Regions from separate parts of the Capsicum annuum genome. Here region 2 is linked to region 1. A link is a contact called in public Hi-C data. All regions are on one chromosome and are shown on one strand. Each heading gives the region's core, a stretch centred on a gene start, on an enhancer-like site or on the middle of the called end of the contact. The rest is flanking DNA. Distances are from core to core; before and after follow the strand shown. Region 1 holds the start of LOC107867512 (probable mitochondrial adenine nucleotide transporter BTL3). Region 2 holds the start of LOC107867504 (cryptochrome-1).

The links. A called contact is a pair of places that touch in the nucleus more often than the background predicts.
Region 2: a contact with region 1 is called in a Hi-C map of leaf, with 3 times the contacts expected there. The contact joins the promoter of LOC107867504 here to the promoter of LOC107867512 in region 1. A contact is called at or near these places in 2 of 5 Hi-C or Micro-C datasets (leaf and placenta).

The regions. Positions count from the first base shown.
Region 1 is chr4:206,336,931-206,344,642 of UCD10Xv1.1, reverse strand. LOC107867512 (probable mitochondrial adenine nucleotide transporter BTL3) reads left to right here and starts at 4,919. Exons shown (of 4, transcript XM_016713783.2): 1 at 4,919-5,632. The coding sequence starts at 5,205. It overlaps LOC107867513, which reads left to right. Exons shown (of 3, transcript XM_047410942.1): 3 at 1-119.
Region 2 is chr4:206,892,493-206,900,204 of UCD10Xv1.1, reverse strand. LOC107867504 (cryptochrome-1) reads left to right here and starts at 4,000. Exons shown (of 5, transcript XM_016713771.2): 1 at 4,000-4,963; 2 at 5,503-5,721; 3 at 5,943-6,649. The coding sequence starts at 4,651.

The DNA.
Region 1 (7,712 bases), core at 3,670-6,169:
TATATAAATATCTACAGTTATGTATTTTGATTTGGTTTTGTAATTACGAGTTTAAAACTCAATAGTACTTATATACGTAAGTTAATCTGCTTATAGTAAGATGTTCTGGATTTTTTTAATACTTAGTGCTGAGTTATAATATAGAGTACTGCTGAATAAATATTGATTTTTCTGCTTAATAAAACATATATACATACATGGAATACTCTATATACCTCACCTCCAAGGTAGAGGTACGGACTGTGTACACTCTTAATACCCCAAACCCTACTATGTGGAATATATTGGATATGTTTATCAGTAGATAATGAGTCCGTATATCCTTCCTCATTTATCAGTTTAGGTTTTAAGCAAGATACGAACTTGTGACGCTTACCTATACATATTCCGTGAACCTCAAGCCTGGAGGCATTGTAACTTGCAGAAATATGTAACGATGAATTGTATTTGATATTGGGGTCAAGGTTTTCCTTCCAGAGAAAAACCATCTCTATCTTACATAACACTTAAAATTTTGGGTGAAAATGAAGGTACCAGGACCGGTTTGCGTGTAGCTCAACCATTCTATTGGGTACCTGCTACCCACATCTACATAGGTACTAGATACCCACAACAACATACCCAGAATTGAAAAAACTGCAACAACAACAACAACATTCCCAGAATACTCATGAATTGGGTAGAGTATTTGCAGACCTTACCCTTACTCAAAAGTATTGAGGTTGTTTTCGATAGACCTTCGGCTCAACTAAGCCTTAGGCAAATGAAAAGAAATCATTATTACATAATTGAAAAAACTGCAACAACATTCCCAGAATACTCGAGGGTTGGATTGGGTAGAGTATATGCAGACCTTACCCCTAATTCAAAAGTATTGAGTTTGTTTTCGATAGACACTCGGCTCAACTAAGCTTTGGCAAATGAAAAGAAATCATTATTATTAATGATTATTATAATTAAGCTAATGAAGAATTGAAAAGCCTAATCATTCTATAAGTTTGTCTATTGTCGTTTCCTACTTTTCCTTTCTTATTTTCTTATTAAAAAACTAACATTAATTTACCCTCTTTTCCTTAGGAGGGGTAATTTGGAACGGAGAAAGTATTATGAATAACTATCATTAATCTTCTTTAATTTCCTATGCAAGAAGAAGAATCAATCAATCAATCAATATATATATATATATATATATATTGCCTCATCTAAGGTCAAAGGAAACATCGCATCAGAAAGGGTCGTCATTCGCTCGATATTAAAGAAGTATCTTAACTCTTCTTTTCTTTAATATGAGAGTGTAGACATTCCGGTACAACTTGATTATACGGTAGATCTAGCATCATTTTTCATTCATCAGGCTTGGGAAAGGAGGTAGATGCTCCCCCACCCGAATCCTTTCCGGCGCAGTCTATCATTTCTAACAACAATTTTGAAAAGAAAAAAGAGAACGAAAGAAAAAGAGATAGAGTTCAAACGCTTTCCATAATAGGTACACGAGAAATGTCTGGATTCATTTTATAGTAGAAATGTCATAAAGTGCGAACCAAGATCCATGATACAAAAATCAAAACCAATATATATATTACTACTCTTAGAGATTTTCAATGCTATTTATCCTTTTTATGATTGTTTTTGCATATAATTGAGTTTTCTCCTTATTTTAAATATTTATGTGTTTAATAAAAGATGAAATTGTTATTTTAAATGAATTTAATCAAATTAAAATGATAATTACAGTTACTATTATTGGCATTGCCAAACTCTATTATAATACTTCTTTCTCTTCTTCAGTCTTTTGGTATTCCAAATGAGGACATGCATTATAAATATTAAAGAACATTTGTTTTAAAATCTTTCCTCGCTCTATTATTATCTAAGTTTAAAAGAAAAAAGAAAAAAACGACTCCTTTATTACCTAAGTTTTTATTTGAAAAACCCAAAGGTCACACTACAAAGACAAATCTCTTGATATTAATTAATACTAATAATTATATTAATAATTCACAAATTAATGATCAAAGAGATAAGACAGTCAATCCTTAACAATTGCATCTATATAATGGATATTGGGCTTATGTATTTTGGTATTCAATTTTTTTTTATTGTTGTATATTTTTATATGTTGAAAGCTTGAATTCTCATATTATGTTATAATTGTTTGGTTTTTCTGGTCTGAATATTTTATTTCCTAAACTTTTTACATTCTCTTTAAATTTTTCTCTGCTTGTCTTTTTCTCTTTAAACTAAAAATAAATATATACATTTTTTAATCAAATATATACATAGTTAAATTTGATATTTCTCTCCTTTGCATTTTTTTTTTCCAGAATATGAAGAGAAGATTATAAGGAAATTGCAAGTTTTGAAGAAAGAAGAGGGAGTGAGAATTAGAGGACGAAGTCTCATTTACAAGTTTGATATCTGAATGTGTGCAAGCATTTAAATCAAAGGAGCAAAATCTGATCGTAACTGCGGCTTGAGGGATATTACATGCAATTTCTATCTATTTATCTTCTTTTTGTTTTATATATTTTATATGTCCTTTAATTTTAAACTTATTTTAGTATAGTTTTTTGTTTAATCTATAAATTTATGTAAATTGTTTGATATTGATTTTAGATATTCTGCAGGTGAAATTTTGAAAAAAATTCAGAAGAATTCAATGTCCGTTATTGTTCATACTAAAAATTAAATCTATCTGTTATTTTCCCCTTTTAATCTACTTTTGTATTTGATTTATTATCTTTCTTTTTCTTTTTATCTTTTTTATTTTTAATTAAATTACAAATTTATTTGTAGACTTGCATATTGATTTTTGGATATGTGAATATTAAGATTGAGATTGAGTATGATATAAATAAAAAACCATTTAAAATTTACTATCTCAATTATGTTTTTGAATAAATTATTTCAATTGATGTATTTTAAAACCGTGCAAAGTGCGGCTGAATTCACGAGTTAATTAATAACATGATTATTTTATTATAGTATTTTCATTAAATGATGTTTACATTATATTTTCATTATTAGTTCATTAATTGATGATTGATCGCAAGAGAATCTCGACAGCCCAAATGCCCAATTGATTAGTCATCTGAATTATCAAACTATAATGTGAGTTTGATTTCTCATTTTATAGTTTTCTTCTTAACTTTGTTTTCTTACCCATTTTCTTGTGAAATATTTGCATGTATATATTGAAGAAATTAAAAAAATTAATGATTAATTAATGCCATAAAAATTCTTGACACCATTCATGTAACTGATTTTAAATATAATTATCTGTAATTTTAATATTTTATCGTATCAAGTAATTACGTGTAGTTGAGAAATGACAGGTGTAATTATACTATAGCTTTAGGGTATGGCGGGGGAGGGACGGGGGAAGAGGAGGATTGAGAAATAGTGATATAATTACTGTATAGTGTGTTATTGTAAGATAGTTTTTAAAATTTGTTGTTGAGGTCATAGACAAACTTAGTTTATATTGGTTGATGTTTTCATTGGTAGATTACCTTTTATTAAATATTTAAAAATAATGCTGTAAAAAATGACACTTGAAATATTAGTAGTAATTGTTTTATTTTTATTGTTGAACATATGGCCCATGATGTTTTTGCATAATATGTGTTTAATTTAAAACTTTTATTATTACCTTAATTAAAGCATTATTTATTTGAAGATAATCTAGATGTTGGAGCTCGTGTCAGCACGGGCTTAATGTACTATTTTTTGAATATTATATGCTATTTTTTATCTCAATTTATACGATACCGATGAAATATCTGATAAAGTCAATCAGATTTGTAATATATAGTTTTATTTTAAGTTGTTAATTATATCAGTATGATTTAAGACTTTCAACGTAATTTTAAGTAATATCCTTTTATCTTAATTAATACGACATCGATAACTATTGTAATCTATAATACTTTTTTGACGTTGTAATTTACTATTTTAAGCTGTTTGTTATTGTAATTTATAATACTTTTTTTGTTCAAACTTTTGTGGTATTGGTAGTGAATTTAGACTTTAAAAGTAATTTAAGTTTTAAATTATTGTAATTTATAATATTTTTTATTTCAATTTAAGCGATACTGATATAATTTATAGAGTAAATCAAATATCACGATTGAAATAGCGAAACAAACATGTCTTGATTGACTCATAATAACTAATTAAAAGTGATATAACAAAATTATTATAAAAAATACTTGTGAAATTTTTTTAAGTGAGTCTCACATAAGATGTCAAATTAATTTAAAACATCAAAAATTAATTTATCATTTTATGTTTATTTCACCTTTTTTAAAAATAAATATTATCAATTTTTATATAATTAGATGACTCATAATAATTAATTATAGGTTATATAATAAAATGACAATTGAAGCAACTGAAATAGTCATGTCATAAATGTCTATTTTATTTTTTAAATATTATTAATTTTTTAATACGTAAATATTATATAATAATTAATTAAGAATAATATAGTAAAATCATGAAGCAAACAAGCATCAGCTGTCTGCTTCCAGCCGCCCACTCACGCGCATATATATAGTAGTAACTAGATTTTAAAAAATAATATATACCTCGAATATTTACTGGTTGATAAAATTTAATAGAGTAATATTTTTGTGTGGACATATATTTGTCAAACATGAATGTTTATCGTTTGACAATCAACTTTTTAACTTTTAAACATTAAAACATTTAATTATTTAATTATAGTTATGCGATCACACATCAATTAGTAGTTACACTATACTATTTAGTAATCGAAGGTAAAGAAAGGAAACATAACCAGGAAATTACAAGATAAAAAATCAACCAATCACTAATAATTAAAAATTACGCAGCTAACAGTCAGAGCTACTAAAATTTGCCTAGATAATTATACAAATTCAATTGTAAAATGCCTTTCCAAAGACCCTAATTCTGGTATACTGACACATCTAAGCAGATTTAGTTGTTCAAACGGAGAATATAGGGCCTGCATTATAGTTCAATAATAATGATGTTTTCCCCGGAGTATAATAATGGTGTACATTGATACCACACAAAAAATAATCAACAAGCTTGAAAGCCGCTCACTGCGGCGACATAAGCAAAGGTGACCGCCATTTCCCCTTCCATTATCCCATTAAATGCCAAAGGATTTCAACAAAGTGTCTCCTTATCTTCACTTTGCTTAGAAGAATTTACGAATGACAGGACTTCATAATATCTGGTTTAAACATTTAGAAAGTCAAACTATTGTAGAAAATCCAGATACAATTTTGTTTTCTGGTGGATTATTTCTTGACCCATTAATTCCTTCCTCAATTACAACCACTAATTTTCTTAAAGTTTCGTCAATTGATGATTCTAGTGAGTTACATTCTCCCATTTGTCGCCATCGTCGACGGAGACCAATTCGTGTCAATTTTGGGGGTAAATTCTTGTGTTTGAGTTTGTCAGTTAAGAAGAATACTAGTGAATGTTTGTTGAGTAATGGAGATGAGAGTTCAAAGGTGAAGGAGAACAGTGAAGGCAACGGAGATGTGAGGAAGCGGAATATTGGTTTACGACGACGTGGTGCAGTGAACACTAGTAAACATTTGTGGGCCGGAGCAGTTGCTGCCATGGTGTCAAGGTTAGTGTTTTTCTCCCGTATTGTCTTCATTGTCGTTTTCCCTTTTTCGTAAATACTTTGATTTGCTGTACTTGAGCTGAGTGTCTTTTGAAAATAGCCTCTCTATCTTCACGAGGTATGGGTAAAGTCTACGTACTGTGGGATTACATTGGATATGTTGTTGTTGTAGCCTGTTTGTTTACTTGAATTTCAAATTCGTTATTGGAAATTTGTTGCTGATATCCTAATATTAGGTGTATTATATTTTATGGATTTTATGTTCAAATGTTGTAAGTGCCATTTGGCAAGTTGTGATTGAATTTTGAATGTAGAGGAGAGAGTTTTTCTGTTCTTCGTGACAACAACAACAACAACAACAACATACCCAGTGTAGTACTCTCACAAAGTGGGATCTTGGGAGGTTAGAGTCTATGCAGACCTTACCCCTTCCTCAGTGATAGTAGACCCCTGGCTCAAGGAAAAATAGTTCAAAAAGAAGTAACGGAAGTGAAAGCATAACAAAGCACATAGAGCGGTAACTACAACAAATTAATATGATAATCTAAGTACAAGAAACTATAGAAAGAAAAGGACAAGAAACTACAAGAGCAATACCACGACTACTAGTATGGACGGATAGCTAGACAACGCACTACTACCTACTAACCTTCTTTGTGACGTGGGAATAATTTTCCTCTGTAAAAGTTATGGATTGAAGAAAAGGAAATTACTGCTTATGGTTTTCGCTAATTGATGTTGTTCGTATCTGTATAGATCGTTGGGTCATTGTAATTTCTTAGTCTTCGAAGGGACTTTGTCTTCTTTCGAGTGGAGTGTCATAATACAAGGAATTCCACTGTTAGGGAGATTCCAGATCAAAACAATCAAATGCATTAGTTACAGCTTAAAAGTACCTATATAACGGGAGAAGTATTTATTTTCTTGAGAGGAAGGGGTGCAGTAATCATAAATAGTTATCGTACTTTCAGGAAAATTAGAACTCAAAATCTCAAGGATTTAGCACCTCAGCCGTGCAACTTCAGCAAGAAATTATAGCTAGTCTGAGAGAGTCTTAATAGTTGGAACTTGGAACAGTGCATATGGAAGTTCATTCATGGTCTTACTTAAAACTTAGTTTTTATTTCACTAAAATTTGATGTGGTGTTTGCTAGGAGCATTTTGGTTAATGTAAATGTAACAGATGTAGAAGATATATATAGCCGATCCAGCTGGTTGGTTAATGCGTAGTTGATTGATGATTGATTACTTTGGTGTTCGCTGAGTAGAGCAGGATGCATAACTTCTATATATGTTGAGCAACTCCATAATTGTTTCGGGTCTAGTCAGCAGAACAATGACAGATGTTTTGTGGACAAAAAACAAGAAGCACTGCGGACAGATTTATAGCCTGGAAGAATTATTACATAGCTGACTTTTCTTTTTGCTTCCTTGCACTTGATCTCCTATGTTATTCTTAAACTGTGGTAGGGAATTTCCCATATTGCCTTTGAGGTAAAACTGCTTGCTATCTGCAGTTTACCTTCTTTCTTCCTTGCACACATTTCAAAATAAAGTACAATGATCAGGGAGCTAGATGACGAGTTCTTTTAACATTATGTAAGGGAAAAATTAAAATGCCCCAGGGCATTACTGACCCACTGTTAGGATTCCATTTTCTAGTCTTTTTTTGCTGATTAAGTGGGCAGTGTCACTTAGGAGATTTTCCCAGGTTTTGTGCATTCGTATGTTTTGGCCTCATAAATAAGTACAGAAAAACTAAGTGTGAACAGAAAAAGCAAATTAAAATTTTCACAACTATTACTGCAAAAGAATGTATAAACTGGCTTATTTGTTTTAATGGGAGTCGACCGGCTCTCTTGGTGTTGGTTGTCTGTGAAACCTTCTAGACATGCAGATGCCCAGTTGACCCTATCTACAACACCGCCATATCTTTCTTTACTTGCACTTGAAAGTTGGAAGCTAAGAAACAAGGACTGTGCCAGGAAGTTTCAAATATATGATAGGAAAAAACTGTGAATATGAGATAGAAAGGATGAATATGAGGTAGAAAGGGGTTGAGTTCCTTTTGCAGAAAACAATT
Region 2 (7,712 bases), core at 2,751-5,250, 560 kb before region 1:
TGAGAGTCAATCAAATATTTTGTATCTTTTAAATTTTTTAAGTTGTTAATTATTGTGATTTATAGTATTTTTTACATATTTTTTGAAATATATAACAGATTAAATTATTTTTAAATAATTTATGTGGTTAACTATTGTAATTTATAATATTTTTTATGTAATTTTCAAATAACATATGTTACGCTCCTTGTTCAAATTTTTGTGTCATTGATAATCAATTATATTTTTAAAATAATTTAAAATTTTAATTATTGTGATATATAATACTTTTCTATTCAAATTTAAGCGGCACAATGCTTTGATGACCATAATAATTAATTGGGGGTGATTTAGTAAATCAAGGATTAAAGCAGCGAAACAGACATGTCTTAAATGACTTATAACAAATAACTAAAAGAGATATAGCAAAAATACTATAAACAAAATACTTATGAGAAAAATTTAAGTGGACCTCATATAAGACGTCAAGTTAGTTTAAAACATCGATAGTTAATTATCATTTTATATATTTTATTTTTTTATTAAATATTATTAATTTTTTAATACTTAGATGACTTATAATAATTGGGGCGATATTTAGTAAAATTATGATTGAAGTAGCTAAAGCAGACATGTTATATATATAAATTTTACCTCTTTAATAAAATATTATTAGTTTTTAATACGTAAATAAATTATAATAATTAATTAGGGGTGATATAGTAAAATTACTGTTGAAGCACACATATCATAAATGTCTATTTTATCTTTTTTAATTAAATATTATTAATTTTTAGCACATAATGACTTATAATAATTAATTAAGGGTGAGATAGTAAAATTATGAATTCAATATTATTATATTTTTAATACATAAATGACTTATAATAATTAATTAGAGGTGATATAATAAAATTATGATTAAAGCCGTTGAAGCAGACATGTCATAAATATCTATTTTACTCTTTTAATTAAATATTATTAATTTTTAATTAAATATTATTAAATTTTTAATATATAAATAATTTATAATAATTAACTAAAAATAATATAATAAAATTACGGAGCAAACCTGAAAAAAGCAATAGCGAAAAAAAATTGGTGAAAACTATGGAAGTGAAAAGTGTATAGAGGTATGGGAGTTTAGTATGTATCTTCAGAGTACATGGACTAATATTATCAATTGAAGACACGTATGATCAAATAATCAAAAGTCCATTATAACCTTACATTGAAATTTATTGACAATTAAGCAACCATGTCAAAACCAGCCTTTATATAAAATAGAAATAGAAATAGAAATATATCTAAATAATATTATGATATTGACTCTAATACTTGAATTAGTAAAAATTTTATTTTCTCACCATCATATGAATATATTTAAATTTTTCTTCATTTACAAAATTAATAAATACAAAGAGAATAGTAATAACTAAATATTATATCAATAAAAGTATTAGAGAAAATCTTAATATATACAGTATGATAAAAATTATAATTGTTGGTCATTCTAAAAGCTAACAATAATAGGATCTGACATTATGTGATGGTCACCGATAGACGATAGTGTATTGATAGTTCATAAATAAGATATTGGAATATTTTACTATGTTTATTGATAAATCGTATATATTTTATTTTTTTTATAAATAAATATTTATAAATTACAATTATAAATTTTTAAATACACATAATTTTATAAATATTCATTAGTCAACAATAGCAGTTAGCTAAGGATTAGCTATTTAGATCTTTAATATAATTCTATTACATGATACGAACACCAAACATGCATGTTTAATTTGTTTTTATCTAAACTTTAAAATGATTAGTTTCTTTTTTGTAAAAACAAAATATAAACTTAGGAACAAGCTATACATTTTTGAAAAATTAAAATCTCAAATTCCCTTTTTGGGAGAATTTAGGATTGTAGTTTGAAATGAAATCATGATCCAAATTTCATGTGTGAACATTTATTTAAAAACATGATTTCAAATCACATGTAGAATCACTTACTCACTCCCCCAGCCTTGTTCAAGAAAAAGGAGAAGGAGAAAGTGGCATGTACCCAAAGGGTATGTAATTTGCACATGCAATTAAGAACATGATGGCATACAAGATTTCTCCTTTTTTTTTCTTAAAAAAAATTATGTGTAAAAACAAATAATAAAAAAATATAAACTAAAAACAGATTAATGAACGGCTGTAAGATCAATTAATCTATAAGCAATTAAATCTCTTTATAGTGATAGCATTTATCTAAAATTTTAATGATGGCTATAGTGAACTGAAGTGTTATTATATATGTATATTAATATTTGATGTATCTATCTTATTAGTTATTCTAAATAAAAATATGTAAAATTAGAAAGAGTGTAAATATAAGAATGTCAAATATTAATAGTCTTTCCTCGTAAAGTTATGTCCAAGATTGGCAGATACAATTTAAATACAATTTATTTTCCTAGTTATTCATACTTAAATTTACTATGTTCACGATATTACTAATGATTACAATAAATATTTTAATATTTTTTTATACATAATATGTTTCTTATAAAATATTATTACAAGATATTAATTTGAATATGATTGTTATAGAAGATTAATTTTATAAAAAAGTTTACCGTTATAATGAATGACATTATTATTATTATAAATAAAATATCGTTATTGAAAAGTAAAACGTAACATGAAAAATTAATTAAAAAAAATTACACAACTATAGCGAATGACTGTCATAATGAGGTTTAATTGTATGTGATACTTATTTTATAAAAGCAATTAATTAGTTATTGTTACCTTACTGATGAAGATTCGATTCCAGATAATTTTCCTTCCCATTTCACCTGACCCCTCTTCCCAAATATAAATAAAAAGTTTTAGCAAGAGCATGTGAAAATATCAGTAAGATAGGGGGTGGGGAGTGCCCACATTACAATTTACAAATGACTTATTTCATAAATAGGAATCTAATGCTTGCATGCATGAAAAAGAAGCAAAGAAAGGATGTGGTGAAGCGGATGGGGTTGCTCCTCCCTTAATCAGATGTCTTGGATTCGAACTTTGGATATGGAAAAATTCTTGATAGGGAGCGCTTTCTTCCGTATAGAGCCCTACTCGATGTGAATTCGAATTAATCATACTCCAATGCGGGTATTGAATATCGATAATAAAACAAAAAAGAAAAAGAAGCAAGGCCGCCTATACCCTATAGGCCTATTACCCACCTTAGAAAAATAAATACTACCAAATCCAAATTAGTCAGCACACCTATCTCTTCGCTTCCCCATACTGGCCTGTCCCCTTCCAACTTTCCAATTTTCTCTATACACAATCCCAACTTGGTCGGATAATTATTAATAAATAAATAAATAAATAAAAAAGAAATATCCCAACACTGTAGTATACTATCATATAATTGGAGTAACAAATTTTGTCGTCTAGAATCAGATGCAAGCTAGAAAGGTTATGTGAATCAAACTTTGCACCTTTTTACCTGTAAAAGCTGGCATGCACACTGATGGAGTGTCAAAATATAAAGAAATAAATTCAAGAAAAAGTCAACAAGTGTTAATATATAATAAATATTTTTACCTAGTTATATCATGTAATTTTTGAATGTTACCAAGATCTCTATTATAAATGCATTTGGATAGAACTAAACCAACGAGTCGATTTTCTGACAAATAAAAGACACAAGCATAAGGATAATTTGACGAATACGAAGTTTCTTCTTCTAACAGATTTAAACGACATTACTTTTAAAAGATAGTAAACTCTTTTTAGTTTTCTTCGATGTATAAAAAAAGTGTACATCAGTATAACTTAAATTCATTATTGACAAGGAACATACTTTCAATTTGCAATGATTCAAGAAAAATCAAGCATTTAATTATATGACTTTATTGTACCTAAGAAAGCCAATCTTGAATCCAACAGGAATTTTCCACTCTGTCAAAGAAAGAGAGAGAGAGAGGATTAGAGAAGGCACTAGAGATAGAGGCTTGGTGGAATTTTGTTTCCTTGTTAGGATAAGAAAGAAAGAAAACACACGTGGCGTCGTATTAAAGCTTTTACTTATAGATAATTTTGAATAGCATTGTCACAAAGATTTATTATATTATACCTAATTTTACCTTACATTTTTACAAAATAACTTGTTTCAGAGATTTGAACTAGTAAATTCTTGATCACACCATAATAATTTTACCCGTTATTGTCCTTCCTTTGAGATAAGAAAAGAGAGAAGATATATAAAAAATAAAATCTTGAAAAAACATAAAGTTGTGGTTGCAAATCTCCCATAAGTTCTCTTGTTATCCCACCACCTTAACCAATCACCCTCAATCTCTTCTCTTTCTGTAAGAGAGGTTTTTTTTTTTTTGTTTGTTGGTGGCCAATGTCTATAGTAATTTCGCAAGAATAATAGCATCATTTATTCAAGAATAGCATTTGGGGTTTGTTAAAGTTTGGTTCTTTACTAAAATTCTTGCTAAAAAGTTTCAAATTTGTAATCTTTATCTCCTTGGTGAAAGCTGCAGGGAACAGTTAAAGAATAGATAAGATTAACCCCAATACACTAACATGGTGCTTACATAGAGGTAGAGAGGTAAAATAGAGAGAAAAAGAGTGTGAGTGTGTGTGTGTTAAGGTTGTTGAAGGAAGATGTCAGGTGGTGGATGTAGTATAGTATGGTTTAGGAGGGATTTGAGAGTGGAGGATAATCCTGCTTTGGCTGCTGGAGTGAGGGCAGGAGCAGTGATTGCTGTGTTTGTATGGGCACCTGAAGAAGAAGGGCATTATTATCCTGGTAGAGTTTCAAGATGGTGGCTTAAGCAGAGTTTAGCTCATCTTGATTCATCTTTGAAGAGTCTTGGAACTTCCCTTGTTACAAAGAGATCTACGGATAGTATTTCTTCACTTCTTGAAGTTGTTAAAGCTACTGGTGCTACTCAGCTCTTCTTCAATCATTTGTATGGTTAGTACAGTAAAGTTTCCATTTTTGACTTTTCTTTGTAATCATTCTGTCCGACTTTGATTACTTTTTTGCCTGTCTTGATGTTGTTTTAAAAGTTAGTAGTACTATATTATTGGGATGGCTTAATTGAGATTGGTGCTTGCTGTGTGTCCTTTAAGAATAAGATAAATGAGTTGTCTTCTGGTAAATAATAAACTATTGCCATGTACCTTTCTCATTAAACTAATGAATTTTAGGTGCTGTACTTTTTACTATGTTCAATCCTTTGGCCACTGATTGCTTAGTGCCTGAATTAGAACGTCATTAATCTAAATTTGTTGTACTAAACGTTTTCCATGTTCTTTGATTAATAGAAACAGAAAGGGTGTTGCTTGGTGTTTGATCTGATCATAATTGAATGGTAAATTGCTAATAGAAATGGATGGCTTTTATTTTAAGCATCTGTTTTCAGTAGAAGGATGTAAAAGATAAATAGTTTTGTAAAGCCAATTTCATCCACTGCCTTATCCTGACCAGCAACTAAACTTCTTTTCCTTTAGATCCAATTTCACTTGTGAGAGATCATCGCGCAAAAGAAATCTTAACAGCTCAAGGTGTATCTGTGCGCTCCTTTAATGCTGATTTGCTCTATGAACCATGGGAAGTTAACGACGATGAAGGTCGCCCGTTCACAACATTTTCTGCTTTTTGGGAGAAATGCCTTAGCATGCCTTATGATCCAGAAGCTCCACTTCTCCCACCTAAAAGGATTATATCTGGTTTGTTCTCATTTGAGCTTCTCTTATGTCTTGTTTGTTTTCTGGATAAAACTTCTATTCTTGTTTGTACATGGTATTAATGTACTTGTAAGAAAGATATTCGTGCTGCCACTAATAAGCTAAGGGTCAAAACAAATTCCTAGGATGGTAGTAATGTACTTATAAGAGTACTGGTTAGAGTTTAACTTTGTTTTTACATGGGTTCTTGTGCAAACCTCCAGGTGATGTATCAAGATGCCGTTCAGACAACTTGGTATTTGAAGATGAATCAGAGAAAGGAAGCAATGCACTTCTTGCTCGGGCGTGGTCACCTGGCTGGAGCAATGCTGATAAAGCACTAACTACTTTCGTTAATGGACCATTACTTGAGTACTCACAGAACCGTCGGAAAGCTGATAGTGCAACAACGTCCTTTCTGTCTCCACATTTACATTTTGGGGAAGTCAGTGTTCGTAAGGTATTCCATTTTGTTCGCATCAAGCAAGTTCTCTGGGCCAATGAAGGAAATAAAGCTGGTGAAGAGAGTGTTAATTTGTTCCTCAAGTCCATTGGACTGAGGGAGTACTCTAGATACATGAGTTTTAATCATCCTCATAGCCATGAAAGGCCCCTGCTTGGTCACCTAAGGTACTTTCCATGGGTAGTGGATGAGGGCTACTTTAAAGCATGGAGGCAAGGCAGAACAGGTTATCCTTTGGTTGATGCTGGTATGAGAGAATTATGGGCAACTGGCTGGCTACATGATCGTATCCGAGTTGTGGTATCTAGTTTCTTCGTCAAGGTTCTGCAGCTTCCATGGAGATGGGGAATGAAGTATTTTTGGGACACATTGTTGGACGCAGATCTTGAGAGTGATGCTCTTGGTTGGCAATATATCTCTGGTACCCTACCTGATGGTCGTGAGTTTGATCGGATTGATAATCCACAGGTATGTTAGGGTAATCTTTGGGGAGAATCTCTTCCTTCAATTGAAAATTTTGAAAAATTCACAATTGAAATTCCTTTTTTATGTCTTCCCTAACATGGTAGAGTTGCTGGATCATCAATTACAGACTCTCATCCTATTGTAGAAATTTTAATAGCTCCACAACTAGTCTATACTTCCAATGTTTATAGCCCTTCCCCGTTGTGTTAATTGTTATTTACAGATTGCTAGTTCCGAGGCACTGACTAGCTAGTAGACATTGCAATCTGCATGAACATCTTATGGGCCTCAAATCTTCTTGCAGAAATGCTAAAGCTAAGATGGAATGTGTATGTGAATGCCAAATTGCAAATTGTGCTTTTATATCCTGAGATATTAGTGCAGTGTTTGTGAACTTCCTTTGTATTGCATTGATATGCTAGTCTTTTCAATCCAAGGAATCAGACTTGTCATCTGCAGTAAACAATGCTTTAATTTCGAGTATCTGAAAAACGAACTTTTTCGGGGTTTTTTTTTTTGGGGGGGGGGGGGGGGCTGACGATCTCAATCTGAGTTACCCCCATTGTCCTGCTTACATAGATGGTGGATTTGTTTTTCACACAAGCCAAGCTAAGTATGTTGGCACTTCTTGCCAGTATCCCTTGCATAAGATGCTGGTTTTGCCATCTTGGCTTCTGCATGATCTTCCAAGTCATACTTAAACCTGGAATAATATTTACTCACTAGACCTTGTTTTTCACTTCTCTGCAGGATATTGCATTCCAAACACTTGAAAGAAAATTTTAAATTTTCATTTATCTGTACATGGCAAAGTTCTTAAACGTCGAAAGTTTCTACTCTTACTGTTTTGTCTTTTCCACTGAACGTGAACTTTGAATTTCCATCTATAATGCACCAGTGACCTTATGGAAGACTGGTGAGAAATGAATGGGACAGACTTTAGCTTAACTCTCTGTCATTCCTTCTGTTTTTCTTTCTTGTTTTTTCATGTAAAACAACAGGGAGGCTGCTATCCCTTATTCCGTTTCTCTTCTTGTTTCGTCATGTAAATTTTCTTTTTGAACAA